2 separate regions of the Manis pentadactyla genome follow, and region 2 is linked to region 1. A link is a contact called in public Hi-C data. All regions are on one chromosome and are shown on one strand. The core of a region is the stretch at or near the end of the contact, and the rest is flanking DNA. Distances in the headings are between cores, read along the strand shown.

What was found. A called contact is a pair of places that touch in the nucleus more often than the background predicts.
Region 2: a Hi-C map of fibroblasts shows a contact between it and region 1, with 7 times the contacts expected there. The contact joins the promoter of MMRN2 here to the promoter of LOC118932811 in region 1. A contact is called at or near these places in 2 of 3 Hi-C or Micro-C datasets (fibroblasts and skin fibroblasts).

What each region holds. Positions count from the first base shown.
Region 1 is chr8:65,423,526-65,427,545 of mManPen7.hap1, forward strand. LOC118932811 (neuropeptide Y receptor type 4-2-like) reads right to left here and starts at 2,676. Exons shown (of 2, transcript XM_036926569.2): 1 at 1-2,676. GPRIN2 (G protein regulated inducer of neurite outgrowth 2) reads right to left here. Exons shown (of 2, transcript XM_057505828.1): 2 at 2,829-4,020. The coding sequence ends at 3,133.
Region 2 is chr8:65,692,517-65,696,907 of mManPen7.hap1, forward strand. It overlaps MMRN2 (multimerin 2), which reads left to right and starts at 2,964. Exons shown (of 7, transcript XM_036926538.2): 1 at 2,964-3,210. The coding sequence starts at 3,047. SNCG (synuclein gamma) reads right to left here and starts at 2,016. Exons shown (of 5, transcript XM_036926561.2): 1 at 1,774-2,016; 2 at 945-986; 3 at 510-637. The coding sequence starts at 1,894.

The sequences.
Region 1 (4,020 bases), core at 1,426-3,925:
GTGGATTCTGGAAAAGGACAGAATTTACCAGGACAAAACCAACAAGATCAGCCAGATCAACCACCTTCCCTGGCAAGGCTCTGGTCTCCTTAGTCTATTTTGAATTCAAAACAAAATAAACAGTGAAATCAACCACCTCCAAGAATAGAGCCTGAAGGGGCCCAGGAACTCTGGTCAGAAATCTGGAGTCTGAGGGGAGGAGATCTGTAAACCAAGCTGGAGGCCATGTCCTGGGACCTTAAACCACTGGCAGTCAGGCCTGGCCAGGAAGAGACCACAGCAAGGAATGGTGAGGGGCTCAGTCTCTAGGTGAATTCAGAAATTAAGTTGCATTCTCTCCAGGGAGACCATCAGCCCAGGCTGTGCAGCCTGACTAGTGGGGCCAAGGGCCCCAGAGCACACACAGGCCAGGCTGAACTCCAGCCCCACCCTGCAAACAGAAGTGTCACAGTGAGCTGGGTGGGCAGCTCAGCTAGCCCTGCCCATTCAGGGCCCAGCCCAGCCTGCCACCCTGGCACTCCAGCTGCATCTTGGAGGTGGCACAGACTGGCACACATGGGCCAGAGGATGAACTCACGACAATTTGTGTATGACAGAGAAAGTCTCTTCATGAAGGATATCACTGGACCCAGCCAAACCCTGTGACACATGATCCCTCACCCACCTCTTCTGAACCTGCTTCCTGCCTCCCCTTGTCCAGAGTGGTGGCCTCCTCTCCTTTTGCACAAACTGGAAACCTCAGTCTCCTGGAATTACTCTTTTCTGAATCTGCCACACAACTGTGTGTGTGAGTGTGTGTGCCCAGCCCCCCACTACCCACTCTACTTCCCTCTGATGCTTCCATGGCTCCCCAACCCATGTCCCCCTGAGCTCCTGCCTCCCACATTTTCCACACTAATCTCTCCAACGGTAGCCAAAGGAATATTCCTAAAATGAAATCTGATCCCACCACCCCTTCTGCTGCTCCCCTTAACTCCTTTTCCTCAGTCACACCAGGATCCTCACAATGGGAACACCCTTGCAAGCCTCCCAGCCCAAGCACCCCAACACAGCCCATACCACGGTGACTCATGGCAGGCTGGCGAGGGGCACAGCACACACTCCAAGCCTCTGAGTAGGCTGTTCTTTCTGCCCACCTGTCCAGCCACACTGTGTCTTCAAGACCTTGCTCAGCTGTGGCCTTGTGTGAAGGGGCCAGCCCCACTTTCACCACTCCTCTGCACAGGTCCCAACAGCTAGAGCTCCTGTGCAGGGCCAAGCATACAACCTGGTACCCAGGTGTCACTCCCCAGAATGCAATGTCTGCCCTGTGCCACACACAGAGGGACAGACAGGACACAGGCTGCATGGTGCCCAGCACCCCACAACTGTATGAAAACCTGCTTGATCACATTTCAAAAGGGGGACATGGCCAAGTCCCCTCCTGCCCACTATATCAACCCCCACTGCCCAGCCCTGCCCTCAGAAGCAGTTCTGATTCAGTGTCATTTTTAAGCAGGGCCTTGCAAGGAGCAGGAAAAGAAATGCACATTTTTGGGTAAGAAAATGCCATCCTGGGGCCTGGGAGGCATTCTGATCTGTAACATGCCTTTCTCACCTGGTTCCTTGGGCCTATTAGAATGCCTCTTCTGCTTTAAAAATTATCCCATTGTTGCATGAGTCATTTCCACCTCAATGAGTACTGGGTCTATGGGGGCAGGGAAAGGTAAGCCAGCTGTCAGGTCCTGGACTCCTAGGTGCAGACAAGGCACCAGGAACAGGGCCAGGTTGTGAGCATAGCTGCACAGGGGCCCTAAGTCCCTCCCATGCTGGGTTACCCTGGCAGGACACTAACCTTCTAGCCCCCTCACAAAGGTGGGCTGGCAGATTTTGTCCCAGGAGCTTAGAATCTTCAACAGAAAGCCCTAGAACAAGGACATAGGCCATTCCCATCCTCCACAAGTCTTGAGAGATCTTTGGGCAATGAAATCAGCCCAGTGTCCTGGGCTCCCCAACTCCCATGGTCCCGACCCCCCCGACCTGGCCCACATTAGGTCACATAGGCAGGACTGGGCAAATAAGCCCACAGGCCTCATTGCTCTCCACAGCCTCACAGCTCTGGCCATTTGGTACCAGGTGGGAGGTCCCATCCCAGGCTCCTTCCCTTTTCCTGTCTATTCTTGCCTTCCCTCCTTCAAAGAACAGCACCAGCTGGGCATAAATCCTTAAGCCAAAAGAACGAAGTAACAATGGTGCAATTTCAGTCACTGCAACATACGTGGGCCCCATTCTGAGGCCAGTCCCTGACACTAAGGGCTGCAAGGTAGGCTGGTTCTGAGAGCACCTGCTGCCCTTCAGTAATGCTGGTACTGGTGTGTGCCCCACCCACCATGAGCTCAGCCAGGGCCCCGGCAGCCTCTGTCTCATTCCCCAAGGAATCCACAGAACCTGACAGAGAATATGGGCTCAATAATTTGTCTTGTTCATGACTGCACTGCACTGAACAGCCATGTGCTGTAGGGAAACACCCCAGGCTTCGGCCAGCCTTGGCTTTGTATCTTGGCCACCACATCAAGCTGTCTGACCTGGAGCATGTCAGCCACAGCCTTGCCAAAGGTCTGTGATTTCACCGGTAAAATGGGGTGAAGAGGTGAAGACTCCACAAGGTTAGATGACGAGCATAGCATGTGGCACACAGGAGGCCTTCAACAATGTCAGTCCCCTTCCCTAAAGACCTGTCCCTGTCACTTGGGCCCACCTTTCACATCAGAAATCCATTATATCTCAGTGTTGCTTTAAAATAAAGCCACCAAGTGTCTTAGGGGAAATCAGCAGAGTTCTGAGAAGACACTAAACAAAAGGTTGAGTATTTTTACAGAAAAATCAGGATCTCCCTTAAGAACAGTGCTGAAACTTTGTCCCAAAAGTTCAGAGCCCAGATGAGCAGAGATGTGGCTCCTGGGGATCAAGCCCTTAAAAACCAGCTCAGCTGTGAAAAGCAGGAAGCGCCCAGGCTCCAGTCCTGTGGTCTGCTGGCACCTGACAGCAGAGATGTCCACGGCTGCAGATGGGTCCAAGAAGCACGGGGACCCCACTGTCCCTGGCCTGCAGCCAAGTCCATGGGCCCAGGATAGTGCCAAGGGCTGCAGCTCCTCACTCAGGAGCTTCGCTGGAACAACTGCAGCAGCTGGGGCACCGCAGGGACTGTATGACAGCTCGCAGCGGCCGCCTCCGGCCCTGGGCAGAAAGGCTCTCCTCGCTGGTGGGTGCCTGCTGCATCTGCTCAAACTGCATCTCCAGGTGCTTCTGGATGGCTATGCCAAGCACCTCAGGGTCTACCGCAGCTCCATAAACCTCCCATGTCATGCCCTCAGCATCCCATCGCACATCCCGCACAGGGGATGCTGCCTCCTCCAGGCTGGACCCCAGAGTTACCTCTGGGAATGTATGCAGAGCCACAGGGGCTTCCAGGGGTGGGCTGGTAGACACAGCCTTGCAGACTGCCATGGGGGCTGCCTGCACACCAGCATCCTGGGCTGACAGAGGGGATGTCACCACGGGCACCAAGTCACCGACAGAGGTCATAGTCCACACATCCTTAGTCCTGGCACCAGGCTCTGTGGCTAACCTAGTGGGAGCCCAAGGATGGGCACAGCAGGGGGAGTGCCCAGGAAGCCCCGCAGACAATTGACAGTGGAACTTCACCCCATGCTGAGGCTGCAGCCTGGACTCACTCATTGATGCCATTAGTTTGGGAAAGGTCAGGATCCCTGGGGCAGGCAGGGAGTGGCAGCAGCCATCAACCCCCACCTCCCTCATTCTGCAGAGGAGAGCTGCTGGGGGCTGAGCGTGGCAGAAGGTGGTGGCTGGCAGCCCAGGGGCTCTGGGCCCAGCCTGAGAGCTGCTGCTGTGGCTGGCTGTGTCTCCCAGGTCCAGTGGCGGTACCCACACCTGACTCTCTCCTTGTGTCCAGGATGAGTTCAAAGTCCCATCCTCTGGGGTCAGGTCCCTTTCCCGGCCTGCAGAGGCCCAGCCTCCCTG
Region 2 (4,391 bases), core at 1,714-4,213, 270 kb after region 1:
CACACAGGCACACAGGCATGCACAGGAACATGCGCCACACATGTGAACACACAATAGCAAAGGCACCGGGCAGGGTCCTAACTCTCACTGCTTTTCTGTCACCAGGGGGTGCTGCTTCCCTGCTCCTCCTGGGAGACAGTGGAGAGCCAGTCAGGCCCTGGGAAGGAGGCTGGACAATGACAGGGCACCGTGGGCCTAGGACGCTGCTGCCTGTCGCCATGTGGAGCCCACAGGACTCTGCTCTCACTAGTGAAGTGTGGTGTCTCCTGAATGCTCAGCACCATCAAGAGGGCATGGTTTTGAGTCTCACTTTCCAATTGGGCCCCAAACTGCCCCCCTCCCAGGGATGGGCTATGAGGATTTCAGCCATTAACAGGTATGAAAGCCCCATGCACAGTCTCCATTTCCCTCTAGTCAATGGGATGATAATGTATCCACCCCAGCTGGCTGCTCTGGGGCCCAGTGAAAAGGACGGGACTGTCTGGGAGACAGGGCTGGGGGGGTCTCACCTTTTGCAACACTCCAGAGGAGACTGCGATATTCTCTGCCTCCTCCACCGTCTTGGTGGCCACTGTATTGACGCTGGTGACCACAGCCTCACTCACGGCATTGGCCTGCTCCTTGGTCTTCTCGGCCACTGGGAGAGGACTCTGGTCCTGACCCCTCCACACCCAGGCCTGAGCTGCCCAAGTCAGGCTGAGCAGCCCCTTGCCCAGGCCACCCAAAGCTCTGGCTCTGCCCAAGACCCCAGACTGCCTGCCCCCTTTCTGACCCCAGGGGAATTCTGGGGCTGATGGGGGGAAGTAGGAGGCACCCCCTGGGTCTAGCCTCCAGGTCTAGAGGGATCTGGGTCCACATACAACTTGGAACCCCAGGTGGGGTGTAAGAGGTCCCTGGGCTTGAGCTTGCAGTCCCTGGAGGCCCCACCCCCCAGGGCCCCTCACCTGAGGTCACACTCTGTACAACACCCTCCTTGGTCTTGGCTCCTGGGGAGGAAATGGAGACGTCAGCCCAGGCCCCCTTCTCCTGGTGTCGGGAGTGGGTGGGGGCAAACACACACAGAACAGCTGGACAAGCAGTAGGGTCAGTAGTGGGGGAGGATGGTGTATGGGGACCGGCAGTCCCTGCAAAGGCTGCTTCCTGCTGTGTCTGGAGGAAAGGGATGGATGGGAAGTGGGCAAGACAGGGGGACGAGAATGTCCAGTCTGAGGAAGGGTCTGGACCCCACCTGGGTGCAGCCTGGGCCTCAGAAGCAGCAGCAGGAGGAAGCTGAATCACGGGCTGGACCTCCTCTTGGGAGGGAGCTGAGGAGGGATGGGGCTGGGCTCCTCTGCCACTCAGTCTCATCTCCCCAGCCCCATGGGCAGGGTGAGAACCTGGCGCCTGGTGGCTGAGTACCTGCCGCTCAGGCATGGAGGCTCCAGGCTCAGTGTGGCTATTTATCTGAATCAAGGGTCTTGCCGGGGAAGAGGGGGAGATGCTGGTGCATTTGTGCAAACATTTGTGTATACATTTGTGTGTCTGCACAGCTGAGCATCCCTCTTGCTTCCCTGCCCCAGTGACCCCTGGGGCCCTGAGGAGGCCCAAAAGACACTGGTGTGTGTAGGAGGAGGGGGGTATTCCAGGGCCCTGTGACTCTGGCTCCACAGCCAGGTTCTCATCCCCTCCCAAAATGCCTCCCTGGGGTGGCAGATAAGGTCAGGCTCCAGATAACCAGGCACCCAGACTCGGCCAAGCTGCCCAGCCCTGCAGCTCTGCCACGCCCACACTCACCCACATACATGACGCCCTCCTTGGTCTTCTCGGCCGCTTCTGTCACCCCCTGCTTGGTCTTCTCCACAGCACCCACCACGCCCTCCTTGGCAATGGAGAAGCCCTTTTTGAAAACATCCATGGTGGTGTGCAGGAACAGGAGCCTGGCTCTCCCCGTGATGTGCTGTCGGAGCTGGCGAGAGTGCTGCCGCAGCGGCTGGCCCTGCTGCTGCCTCTTATTGACGCCAGTGAAATATTGATGATGCGGCGGCTGGCTGGTGGGAGCTCTGCCAGCAGAGGGCGGGGGCGGGGACCGAGGGACGGAGGATGCCCGCCCTTACCTTCTCCCAGGGTGGGGTGCTCCCCGGGCCCCTGCTGGCTTAACCCTCCCCTCCTGCCCCCAGCCTTCCAGGAGGGGCTGCCGGGGACAGGACACAGCCTTATCCATCACTGCCCCTCATTAATTTGCTGCCCCACCCAGAGGGGCAAACCTGGCTGGGAGCTCTCAGGCCTGGAGCTGCTGTGTCTGTACATCTGGGACAGAGAAAGAGTCTGAAGTGGGGGGGTGGCAGGGGGCAGGGGGCAGGGGTCCTTTGCTACCAGCAGCCCAGGTAGGGCAGGGGTCTGGGCCCCGCAGGCCTGTCAGGCAAGAGTAGCCAACCTCCCAGACCGGCCTGGGCTGCCCCGCTACACACTAGCACCTCGGATGGCCCCATCTCAGGGCCTTAGCGAGGTCAAGTGGAGGGCTGAGTGCAGGCCACACGAAGGGCTTCCCTGTGCCCTGGCCTCTGACTATAGACCATGTGACCCTTGGACAGCTCCTTTCTCTCTCTGAGTCTCCAACCACCTGCCAGCTCCCACAGCCCAGGGGTGAAAGGTGCTGAATAGGCATGAGATGCCCACTTCCTGACCACCAGCGCAGATGGGCAGCAAGTGTCCCGGGCCTGACCCGACCTCTTCCTGCAGCCCCACCTCAATGCTTGTGCTCTTCTCCTGACTCCCATGGGGACATGTTTGGTGGACCACCCACCCTGTGTCTCCCATGCCCTTGGCGTCCCTGACCAGAGTCCTCTCAGGGCACAGGAACCGGCCTGTGCTGCTGGCTGCCTCTGTGGGGGCCAGGCAGGGATGAGGGGGCCGGACGAGACTCACGGGGTAGGCCGGCCCAGGCCACTTCCTCTCTTTGTTGTTACTGTGGTTTTTTTTCTCTTCTGAAACTTAACTTGAAGACGACGTCACCATCACCAGCAGTTTCTGGAGTCACTTGCCGAGGCTAAGACTGTCCACTGCCAGTATGATCCTGACCCTGCTGCTCAGCCTTGGGGGGCCCCTAGGCTGGGGGCTGCCAGGGGCCTGGGCTCAGGCCCCAGGTACCAGGTTCTCTAATCCACACAGCTCCAGGTCACCTGGGGTCTGGAGCGCAGAGGCCGAGGACAACGGCAGGGGCCCCGTTGGACGGTAAGGAGGGCCTGGGCCTTGTGGGAGGTGGTGGTCCAGGATCTAAGTCCCAGCTCAGCCAGAACAGGGTCCCTCTGTCCTCAGGTACCCACTTGTGAAATGAGCTAAAACCTATCCACTGGGCCAGCTGTGAGAATGAATCAGGTGCCAGGTGCCAGGACCCCCTCCAGAGGCACCCCCAGCCAGCCTGGACTGGGCACCCCAGGGCCCAGGCTAAGCACTGTGGGATGTTCCCTGCCTAACCCATAGTCAGGAAGGGACTGGGGAGCTGGGCAGGCTGGGAGTACTCCTTGCCACCGATCACCCAGTATGGGGTGCTAAGAGGCTATGGCTCCAGATAATCCCAACTGGCCTGGCAGTGACTCCTGTTCTTTGAAGTAAGTCAGTTTTGAAAGCTGAGCCCAGGCAAGCTGGCCTGGCCTGAACCAGAGAGGTCAGATGCTCTTGGGAACTGAATTTTGATCTGAGCACCCAGGGGGACTGGTGTGGGCCAGTCTGGCCCTAGGAGCCAAGCAGTGAGTGGACAGGGTGCCTTGCTCTATTTCCAGAACAAAAAGGAGACCACAGATTCAACAAACTATACTTCAGTGCCCCTCTGGAAATGGGCTGAATGGTCTTGTGACTGGACCAGGACACCATTTCCCAGTCTCACTTGCCCAGGGCCAGTGATCCTCTACTGGTAAGGTCCTGGGCCCGCAGGGCCCTCCTCAGAGTATGCCACAGCACCACAGCATGTGCCACTGACTGGGCCCATCTCTGGGCTGGGCACCTTACCACGTGTTATCTCAGTTAATCCTCCCAACAGCCTGGTCTGTAAGAGGCAGAGCCTGAGGCTCAGAGAGGCTAAACACCTGGCCCCAGGTCACACAGCTAAGGAGAGCTGGAGCCAGGATCTGAGTTCACACATCACTCCAGATATGATGCTCTGATTCCCAGAGCACTCTGAGGCAGCCCCAGCCCCTGGATTCACCTATCCCCACCTCCCTCGCTTTCCCCACTGCCACACACACACACACACACACAGACTTGGTTGAGGGCATCCTGTATCTTGGTTGAGCCTGAGAGGGACCAGCTGACACCAACTCAGAGTCACCCATCTGGCTGAGAGGCACCATCACGCTGGCTTACTGAGTGGATCTGCCTTGAACAGTTCTGTACAGCTCTGACACTCCAAGGGGAAT